Linked DNA regions of Zea mays: region 1 is linked to region 2. Evidence: chromatin contacts called from public Hi-C data. All regions are on one chromosome and are shown on one strand. Each heading gives the region's core, a stretch centred on a gene start, on an enhancer-like site or on the middle of the called end of the contact. The rest is flanking DNA. Distances are from core to core; before and after follow the strand shown.

What was found. Hi-C and Micro-C count contacts between places; a contact is called where the count stands out from the background.
Region 1: a contact with region 2 is called in a Hi-C map of ear, with 2.1 times the contacts expected there. The contact joins the enhancer-like site here to the promoter of LOC100282570 in region 2. A contact is called at or near these places in 2 of 25 Hi-C or Micro-C datasets (ear and tassel).

The regions. Positions count from the first base shown.
Region 1 is chr9:133,921,913-133,926,640 of Zm-B73-REFERENCE-NAM-5.0, forward strand. LOC100381640 reads left to right here. Exons shown (of 6, transcript NM_001174455.1): 4 at 894-991; 5 at 1,075-1,140; 6 at 1,769-1,907. The coding sequence ends at 1,807. Among protein-coding and RNA genes, the nearest start is that of LOC100381640, 5.1 kb to the left of the region's middle. Within about 2 kb of position 2,284, at least 2 of the 20 cell types and tissues checked have an H3K27ac peak or open chromatin away from gene starts, as enhancers often do. A contact at or near this core is called in ear, where this site is marked.
Region 2 is chr9:133,315,999-133,321,401 of Zm-B73-REFERENCE-NAM-5.0, forward strand. LOC100282570 (peptidyl-prolyl isomerase PASTICCINO1) reads right to left here and starts at 2,034. Exons shown (of 20, transcript NM_001155478.2): 1 at 1,691-2,034; 2 at 1,432-1,516; 3 at 839-908; 4 at 310-407; 5 at 43-165. The coding sequence starts at 1,776. It overlaps LOC100285101 (OB-fold nucleic acid binding domain containing protein), which reads left to right and starts at 2,241. Exons shown (of 2, transcript NM_001157996.2): 1 at 2,241-2,361; 2 at 2,690-3,385. The coding sequence starts at 2,691. The coding sequence ends at 3,188. It overlaps LOC100279633 (putative protein kinase superfamily protein), which reads right to left. Exons shown (of 11, transcript NM_001152629.1): 8 at 4,941-5,048; 9 at 4,806-4,868; 10 at 4,561-4,728; 11 at 4,034-4,491. The coding sequence ends at 4,336.

The sequences.
Region 1 (4,728 bases), core at 1,034-3,533, 610 kb after region 2:
ACTATTGCAAATGTACAATTCAGACAAGAATGTGTTTTCCAGAAACAAGGCATGTGTTTTCCAGAAACAAGGCATATGGGTACCTTTTAAGATGCTGCCCATAATTATCATCACTGTGAACTTGGTGAATGAATAGCATAAAGCACATGCATATCATGGGTTGGCTAAATTTTTCGTGATTGTCTTGCTTTTCTCTAGTAATACACTTTTGTAGGACATCATTGTTTCTCTTCAGTCTTCCGTTGGTGCACTTTCTTTAAAATATTTGGTATCCCTCCCATAAAAGAATGCAATGTTAGCACCACTTCATGGCTTATTGAAAGCTGAAAATTCTGCACGTACAGATTGACTTAGAAATCTTCATTGGAGTGCAATAAGGTTGTCTTATGCTCTAAAAATTATTGTGATATTGTAAATTTTATTTGCAACAGTACATCTAGTGTAACAATAGCCATGTATTTCACTCATACGCTGTTGGGTTGTGTTATGTTAGTCAGCACATGGAACACAGAACAACGGAGTTGGCTGAACGCAATGTGTGTTGAAATACAATTAATCACGCTTAAATTGTTTGCTTTTGGTCCATAATGTGGCGATATGTTTACAAAGTTATGGGTGTGCTTTATGAAGAGATGAACAGCTAAAATTGCAAATAAAAAACTAGAACAAGATGACCAATGTGATTTCATTGATATGGAAAGTGTTTTTCTTCTGTCAATCTTCACGCTTCTAAAGTTCTCTTGGAAACAAGAAGTATACTAGCTTGGGATGCTTCAGTTGATTTCTTAGGTCCAATCAAGCATATATTGTAGTCCTTCCAAACCAAGTGATAGCTTAGTTCTAAGCAATTCAGCATTGATTATTTTTCTTAGCAACAGTTGTTTTCTTTGCAGTTTTTGAACCATTTAAGGACCCAAGGGTGGATACTATTGCTCCTAAGTTGCTCTTTATTGCCCTCAATTTGGCTGCCATGGGATTGGGTATATGGAAGGTGAGCTCTTTCACATGTCTAGTTATACAGAGTTATCTTGTATTTCTCTAAGCATTTGAATTTCTGATATATTGTTTCCACAGCTTAATACATTGGGCCTTCTTCCAACAAATCCATCAGATTGGGTGTCTTCTCTGGCTCCTGCTCGGGTATGCTTTTGATAACCTGATACTATATGAACTAAATTCCCTGACTCTGTGTTCAGTTTTTGACATTGTTCAGTCATCTTTAGGTTTTTTTATGATAGTTTCAAAGTATTGTTCGCTTTAGTAATTGTTAGCTGTGTGCTGTAAGTAGAAGTGTGTAACTCTGTATTACTTATCTGTATATTGCCAGCTGTTATTTGGTGTGCTGTAAACTGGTATTAGTCGTTAATAGTTGCTTGCACTCGCTTTGCTATCAGATGAAATAGTCTCATCTTTGTCATGATGCACCTTTGGCACTATGTATGAACTGCCTGAAAATCATCTAATCGGCCAATCCCAGAGAACATTTGTTTGAAAACATTGCGAGGTTGTTCCTTTTCTGCACAATTACAATGGAACTACCTGTATAGTTATATTGCCAGTGAAACATTTTGTTAGAGTGCAAGTTTGCTTAATGAAATTAAATGTGACAATCTTTCGATGATGACTAAAGGCGAACTTTTATATGTGAACCCTATTTAATCCATGACCTCTGATTGAGATACATTTCAGGTTGACAACTGTACTATTCCGCTCACCCAGCTTATATTGGTTGCCTAAACTGGTTTCTTTTTTCTTGTTCTTATTTCAGGAGGTTGAATATGCCGGAGGAGGGCTCCCCTTAATTTAATGTCCATTTCCATTTGAACTTATTTTACTAGTTGTAATATTAATACCGAGTGACATTTTTACCATACACCCCTGAATACACGAAGTTCCGGGTTTTTTCCCCTGTCTGGATTTGTACTACTATTTTCTAGATGCGTTTGTTTGTATCGAATTTGCGACCCTGAAGTATAGTCGTGTCTGGATGGAAAAGGATTAAATTATCTTCTATTCAATTTTGACTAGGAATGAATTTAATTACCTTCAATCTCTTTCAATCCAAACGCAAGCACCCTGAAGTAAAGTCTCGCAGGATATCTACCGAGATCTTGTTCTGTTGTGTCTAGATAGAAGAGGATTAAATTATCTTCTATTTAATTTTGATTAGGAATGAATTTAATTCCCTATAATCTATTTCGATTCAGACGAATAGACAGCAGGCTGCCCATAGATAGTTTCTGTTGCTGTTTGGCAAGAGTAGCTTTCGACCAAATTTCAGCAGCCGTCAGCTGAATCCACATGATCTGTAGTACCCAAAGCCGGCAAGCAGGCTACAGCCACCATCTTCACTTCTCTATTTGTGCGGCTTTGATCCATTGGCTTTTATTTTTTCTACAGTATTTTGTCTTTATGAATTGTAGCTGCAGCAGTTTAAACAGTTGGTTTTAAATCGTAGCGAATAGGAGCTTGTCTCGTTGCCCTCCGCCTCTTTATTGCCCTCATGTACCTATGGGCGGTAATAGATCGCGAACCAAATACTTCACAATTTATTTGAGTCTTTAAATATTTTTCATTTAAAAATAAATCGAAATAGAGTCCGATGTTAATCTGTTCGATCCTTAAATTGTGTAGTGTACAATTTGGAGCACATTGTCATCTCTACATATACCCCGTGGCCTTGACTCCTTTCCCCGCCATTCCTATGGTGGCCCCCTCGCCTTCTAAGGCCAACTCCAACGTTTCCTCCACCCCACGTCCGATGATACATAGGGTGAAAAAGTCATCTAATAGTTTCCTCCACAACACACCCCATATAGTGAGACATATAGCTCTCTCCACACCACGTCCGGTGATGCATAGGGTGAAAAATTCATCTAATAGTCCCTGCCGAACGGATCCGTGAGGAAGGAACCCGGACCGACGCTGTGGGCCCACGACGGCACGACAAGACACAACACCACCAAACTATGTCCAGACCGTACATACAATACCAAAAGGTCTCTAGCAGACACGATGGAACACCCGTGTGCCCCCACGGACATACCCTCACTGATTCGCGGGCCATTCAATTCCAGTCGCGGAGACCTCATCACCGGAGTATCTACAGTGGCTCATACACCGTAAGGCCTAGTTTGGATACTTTAGGATTAGAGTGTTTTGGAGGGATTGGAGAGGGTGTAAATCCCCAATAGATCAAATACTCTCTCAATACATGTCAATCCACTCCAATCCCACTCATTACTAGAGTATCCAAACTAAGCCTAAAGGGGAGGGGTATAACGGAGGACGAAGCAGTACTGAACACAACCCTCAACCTCGTTGTAAGCCCACTTGAAAGTCGTCTAGATGGGGTGAATAGGCAAAACCTGAAAATTATAAATTTTGAACATAAACTTCACCCATTGTTAGGATTAGAAATGAGTAATAACGAAATCATAGTACGTAAGAGAGTTTTTCTTGCTATGAGTTGCTCAATCAATGCAGATAACTGTGGGAGCTAACTCAAAAAAGATCGAAAACAAGAGAACTTAGAGAGAGGGGAGAGGAAGAATCAAATCATGAGGTAATGAATAACACAAATGAATACAATGATTTGTTTCCCGAGGTTCGGTTACAAATAACATACTCCCCATTAAGGAGGCCACGTTGTCTTGGTCTCTTTCAACCATTTCCTCTCTCAAACGGTCACTTTGACAGTTTGAGTGCTTCTTAATCTTGAAGGTCACTTAGACCTGAGAGCACCTGTAGGGGGGTGAATAGGTGATCCTGCAAAAATCAACTCTGAACAAGACAAACTTGGTTTATGATGAGTGTTAGTGAAAACTAAAACCAAGTTGTTATGAGAAGAGATGGAGAGGAGAAGAGAACTCTTCACTTGATTGTTCCTTGGATATGTGTATTAAACTTAGGAACAACAATGCAAGTAAAATATGAGAACTCTTGGAAGACAACAATCGCAATAAAGAAAATGCACAAGAGACACGTCGATTTTATTACGTGGTTCGGCCAATGCCTACTCCACGTTGTGGTGACCTCCTTCGGTCAAGGGTTGCACTCAACCCCTCTCAAGTGATCCAAAGATCAAACTTGAGTATCACGTTATTCTTCCTTATATCAAATCCCTTTGCGAGGAATCTTCACAAGTTGGAGTCTATCACGCCTTACACAATGATCTCAATCAAGGCACAAAAGTAAGGAGTGAGTAGAAACACACACAAGAGTACAAGAGCAGCAACACCACACACACGAGCAAAGAAGAGAACGCAAGAATCAAAACGACATAGTTTCTCTCAAGAAAACGCTCAATTCTCTCTAAAATGAGTCAAATGCATGGTTGCGTTGAATCAGAGTTTCAGTGTGCTCTTAGTATACTTGGGTAACAGCTCCATGAGCCTAGGGGGTCCTTTTATAGCCCTAAGGGGCAAATCAGTCGTTTGATCTTCATTTGGAAGGCTCTGTTTGCCTTCTTTTCCGCGGGTGCACCGGACAATGAACAATACACGATTTCTTTCCATCCTAGCCACGCTGACCTTTGAGTTAGTCGTTGCATCCTTTGGCTGCCCGGCACACTGGACAGTCTGGTGCTGCCACGTGTCCACCGTTGATTACGCGCCGACCGTTGGCATTGGAGAGAGCCGTCGATCGCCTGGCTCACCAGACAGTCTGGTGCACACCGGACAGTCTAGTGAATTTTAGCTAGAGCGCCCGGCCAAATTCCTGAGACTG
Region 2 (5,403 bases), core at 784-3,283:
TCAGTTGAAGCCATACTCTAGTCATCATTTAATGAGATTAACCTTGGCTTTAAAGAAATCCAACATTTCAATCTCAAATTGAAGTTCATCATCCTTCGGAAAGCCATCTGGAGTTGCAACTGGACAATCGTCCTCAGCGTAGTGAATTTTAGGCTGCATTTTGAACTGAAAAAAAGAATATAAGTGAGTAAGAAAAAGAGACAAAAATGACTAAACAATATGCGCATGTATTATTGTTAACATGTGCATTTTCAAATCGCTGCATTCTCCATGAAACTGAGTAGTGTCTTCGTATTAGAAATACCATACCATAGCAATTTCACCCTTCAGCATTGTTGGGAAGCCTTCAGCAAAGCCTAGGATCATCTTGCTCTTCCCTAAAACAAATCTGAGTGGGATTCCTTTACCTGTAAATTATAACAATAGTAACGAAGATGATTTGAAGGCTCAATAATTGAATTGGGTAGTCATATAGATGGGACAACCATTTGGGGTGCAAAGTTCATGCGGCAGTTTGTTGTAAGATACAAATATTACAGAAAAGAATCAGATAAAAAAGTACTACAGAAAAGACATAGTGATCTATTATATTGTTCTAGAGGATGCACAATACAGGACAGGTGTTTTCCAAACCGCACACATGGCTAATGAACACAGCACAAAACAGGATGCTTGCGACATAAAATTTAAGTTGAGTTGTGAAATGCAAGCACGCAACCTCATCAACAGAGGAGGAAACCATACTATAATTAATATGAAAACAGGATATGGAAGCAACAATATTTATAGATACTGCAGTATACATAGTGGTGAAATGTGCTCAGAGATGATGCAACACCTCCATGCTCCCTTCTTGTAGAATTTACAACGATACCATCAATTGTCCGAGTAGTGCAATGAAGTATAACCTGCACAATTATTACAATGAGATATATTTAATCTGACCATCTAAAATTCCTCATGTCCACAGTAATAAAAACAGGACTGTGCAAAAGCCATTATGAGGGTCAGCAAAAAGTGCTGCCATCAACAGTGTAAAATGTGTAGTCCTGAAAAAAAAAGGAATATGTGCTATATGTAGTATGTATGAACAATCCAACACAAGAGTTTCATTTGACCATTAGGATAAGTTCTGTTAATGTGTATTTACAGGACACAATAGAAAATGTCAGTTAATGGATGATCTCGGCATTACACCAAAAACTTGTGCCACAAATAGGGTCATTCTATGTAAGAACCAATAGCCAATTACACAAATTGTTGGATGATTTACTCGATCAAGTACAACTAAAGTTCCAAACGTCCTTGCTCATCAATCAACATCAAACAGTGGTTCGGCTGCAGAGGGAAACACACGTTCCTGATTGTATGCACTTCCACAATTTCATTGCACGATATATGAAGGCAGAGAGGGCAGGCAGTCCTTTCAACCTGATCGCCCTCTGCAGGGGTGGCATCACCGCTCCCAGACCGTATAATGCCCTTCATTAAGCTCCCAGGTGTAAGCTTCTTCCTCCTGCAGTGCAACAGAAACATGGCGTGATCACAAGCAAGCAGCAGTAGTTCAACGAACGAAAGGAATGTCTGAATTGCAAAATTCTACAGCCGGATTAATAATGGAAACAAATACTAAGTCCCGCAATTCGACCCTGCATGCTTCGGAACCCCGAGGGGGCGAACTGGGACTGACCTCTTCTCGGCCTCCTCCTCCGCCGGTGACTTCTTCTTTACGGGCGGCGGGAGTTCCCCACCGCCGTCGCCGGCATCTTGGGCCATGGCCGAAGCTATAGCTTCCGGGCAGGTGCTCAACGGCCGCCGCGTCGGAACGGGGTAGGGAGAGAGGTAGGGCAAAGGAATACTTCGCTAATCAAGGCCGCTGTCCTGCGCGGGCGTAACTGCTGCTAATCAAGGCCGGGATGCGGAGCAGTTGCGGCAGTCGGTAGCAGCAGGCCAGCAGCCAGCACAGCGCCTTGGAGAGTTGGAGTTGGAAGAAGCGGGTGGTACGGGAATGGGATGGTGGACTCGCCGGTCCCCGCCTCTCCGGCGCCCGGCGGAGAGTCCAACGAAAGCATGTCGCTGGTACCTTCCTTTGACTTGGGCCTCGTGTTTCAATGGGCTGTGGCTCCATTGGGCTGCGAGCAGGCTGCCATATGCCCAGGCCGTTATCTCAGATGGGCCGTTGCACTTGCACGTCTCGCTCAGGCGCTCCTTATTAGCGGCCGCCAACTCGCCGGCGCTGCGTCCGCGTGCTGCGTCTTCACCAAGCTCCCGGTCGCCACCGCGCCTCTCGTGCGCGCGGCGGTCCGGCGTCGATGCTAAGCCCTTCCCGCTCCATCGCTTCCGCCTCTCGTGTAATTCTGAGTAAGGATTCATCCTTCGTTGGCTCTTCTCTGTCGGCAGTTTATTTTATGTTTTATGGGGCTATGGTGGTTCGGGGGGGATTTTGAACTGCACTTAGCTGTTCGAAGGAAGGGCCGACCGAATCAAACCGAAACCGCGTGGATTGATACAGGCCGATGGTAGCTATCTACTTTGGCATTCGATAGGAAATGGGAATCAGCAGTGCATATTGTTCCCTGTGATTTGGATGAGCAGTCATCAATGCAGGCGGTCTGTGTTCATCCTGTTTGTAAACAGCATCGGAGCTCCTGTGTGTAAGGCTGTAACATCTCTCTCCTGAAACTGGCAGAATGGACCAACCTCTCCATCTCGTGCACGTCAAGATTCTCGCCGCGGACCTTCTCTCCTTAACCGTACGGCACACCTCTCCGACGACGTTCCTCCGCTGCGGCCGTAGGGTTGCGCGTGCGGAGCTCGTCGGAGTCGTCGTCTCGCGTGACCGCAGGGAGAAGTTCCTCCGCTTCCTGGTCGACGACGGCACTGGGTGTGTGCCGTGCATCCTGTGGCTGAACCACCAGTACTTGAATGCTAGGACGTCCTCTGGGCCATCGTCAGACCATGATCCTACTGCAGAGATGGCGCTGAAAATGTCAGAGGAGGTGCGTCTAGGCACCCTCTTGAGGGTGCGAGGGAAGATCGCCTCGTATCGTGGTGCGATCCAGATTACTGTTAGAGATGTGGTTCCGGAGAAGGACCCGAATTCGGAGGTGCTGCATTGGTTGCAGTGTGTCCGCCTGGCCAAGGAGTGCTATGATCTGCCACCACGTTCTGCTCAAGGTCGCACTTGAATGGGGTTTACCATGTGTAGTTTGTACGAGTTTATCTATCTCTGCACTTGCTGGAGACAATCTCTTCTAAGGGGGGCTCTTAATTCTTTGCCATCTTTACGAAAACCACTTAATCACATGTTATTGATATGGTATTTTATATGCCACTCACCCCTGTAAAAGTGGCAAAATGTATTTAGTGTCTCTTCTTTTCCTACTAAAAAAATTATCCCATGCTCACGGGCTGCATAGGAAATGCTCAAGTATTAAAATCTATATGAAACGATATAGTGTTTTGTTTATGTAACCCATACGAAAACGCTGCTACCGCGCTTGTGTGCTCGCATGGAGCATGTAGGTTCTAGCATGGACGTGTAAGCAAGCATGCCGGGCAAATTATGCATGGACTTGAACGGAATTTGATCAAAACTATACATGTCAAAATACTTTGTCGCCAAACAGATGTTAGATTGTACATTGCAATTAGTAAACCATGGTACTGTAATGCTATGGTATTGAAAAGTGAGTTGCCAAACAGGCTAACAAAGGATCCACGCTCACTGGAAATCTCGAACGCATACAAAAGCTCGGCGACTTTAGCAAATCTGCATTTCACCATATATTTGGATTTCTTCTCATGGAATCTGTTTCCTAAGATGTCCCAGCTTCTGGCCTTTTCCTCAAATCACCTCCCATAGCCTCGTCATTATACGGTAGAGGTCGCATAATCCTTCTTGTGGTAAGGATTCCAAAGTTACAAAGCTGTACATCAACTCCCGTTATGAAATTATAAATAAAAACAACAATAGCATGTCATCAAGCGACACAGGTGCACAGCACAAACGAAGGCAATGCCTGCATTTTTTATCGAATATGCAGGAGAGCTACACATCATTATATTAAGAAGAAGAAATGCAATACCTGTGTTACTGGAACAAACAAGCAAAAAAAAAACAGCCCCAAATCCTTTAGCCTTTCCATTCTTCCCAAACCAAATCTGTACATTCCTCTTAACATCTTGAGGACAAGGGCGGAGCAAATATACAACTACTGAGAGAATTTTACCTCTTACCCTAACCTGATCTGTTAATCTTTGTACTGGTCTGATGGTCTCATGCAACTTCTACAGCCAGACATGGCATGCACTGGCCCTGAGATTAGGGATTGGTCAATGCAAACGGTTATCTTGGACTTTAGGGATTGTGCGTGAAGAAACTCCATGCAATAGTTTTATGAAGCCGAGGAAACTGAGGTTTCCGTCTGAATGTCTGATCCAGTCTTGGAGAACAACATGAAGTGGAACCGAAGGGCCAAGTCCGAGCTCCTGAAAGACGAACATCATAAGTCACGGTCCGTTTCCTACGCAGAAACGTGTTTTGAGATCAAACTATACCGATGCAAGTTCTTCGATCACAATCGGTCGGTTGCCCTCCCTGTCAAACAATTCATATGCTTGTTGAGCATGTTGTTGCCAGGTCTCCAGGCCTTCCATTTGATATACACTAATGGCCGCAGCAGAAAACTCTTCAAAATCAATATTTCCATATTGGATATTGCATATCTAGCGCAATGGGTACAATTAGTACATTGTCATGCACTGAATTATGAAAAGAATATAAGAGGACAGATAAGGCTTACTGAGTTAACAAAGTCAAGAACCCTAGAATCGTTCATTGCACCCGAGGAATTTTTCATCAAGGCCTAGAAGTTCCATGAAAATTCAGCAATTGCATGTTACAGATTAATTTTAACTGAATTAAGTAAAATACTAACCGCCTTCATATTTTGCAAGGATATATGGCCACTCTTGTTTGGATCTAACAATGTAAACTGCTCTCTTAGGTAGAAGAGTTGATCTGTCGTCAGTGCCTTTGCAAGAGCCTGAAAAACTTAAAAGAGCTAATTAGCAAATCATGTATAACAGTTTCTTGAAGTGTCCTTTGTTCACAATAACAGCAAGAAACAATAACATCCCAACAAAAATGCAGTCCCAGGAAATAAGGGTCAGTAGAATGGAAAAACAGAACATCCAAATGATGTATCTATGATCATTGATTCCAATTTTTAAGGTTAAAGGCAAGCAAGGAACATACTGAATAGTTACGGAGTTGAGAAAGCTGAGCTAGCTCGGTTGGTCAAGGGTGTGGTGTGGATATATAGCCAGACCACCCAGGTTCAAGTCGTCCTCGTTGAGGCAAATTTGTCTTAATAATAAAATGCCACCTATTGGTCTAGT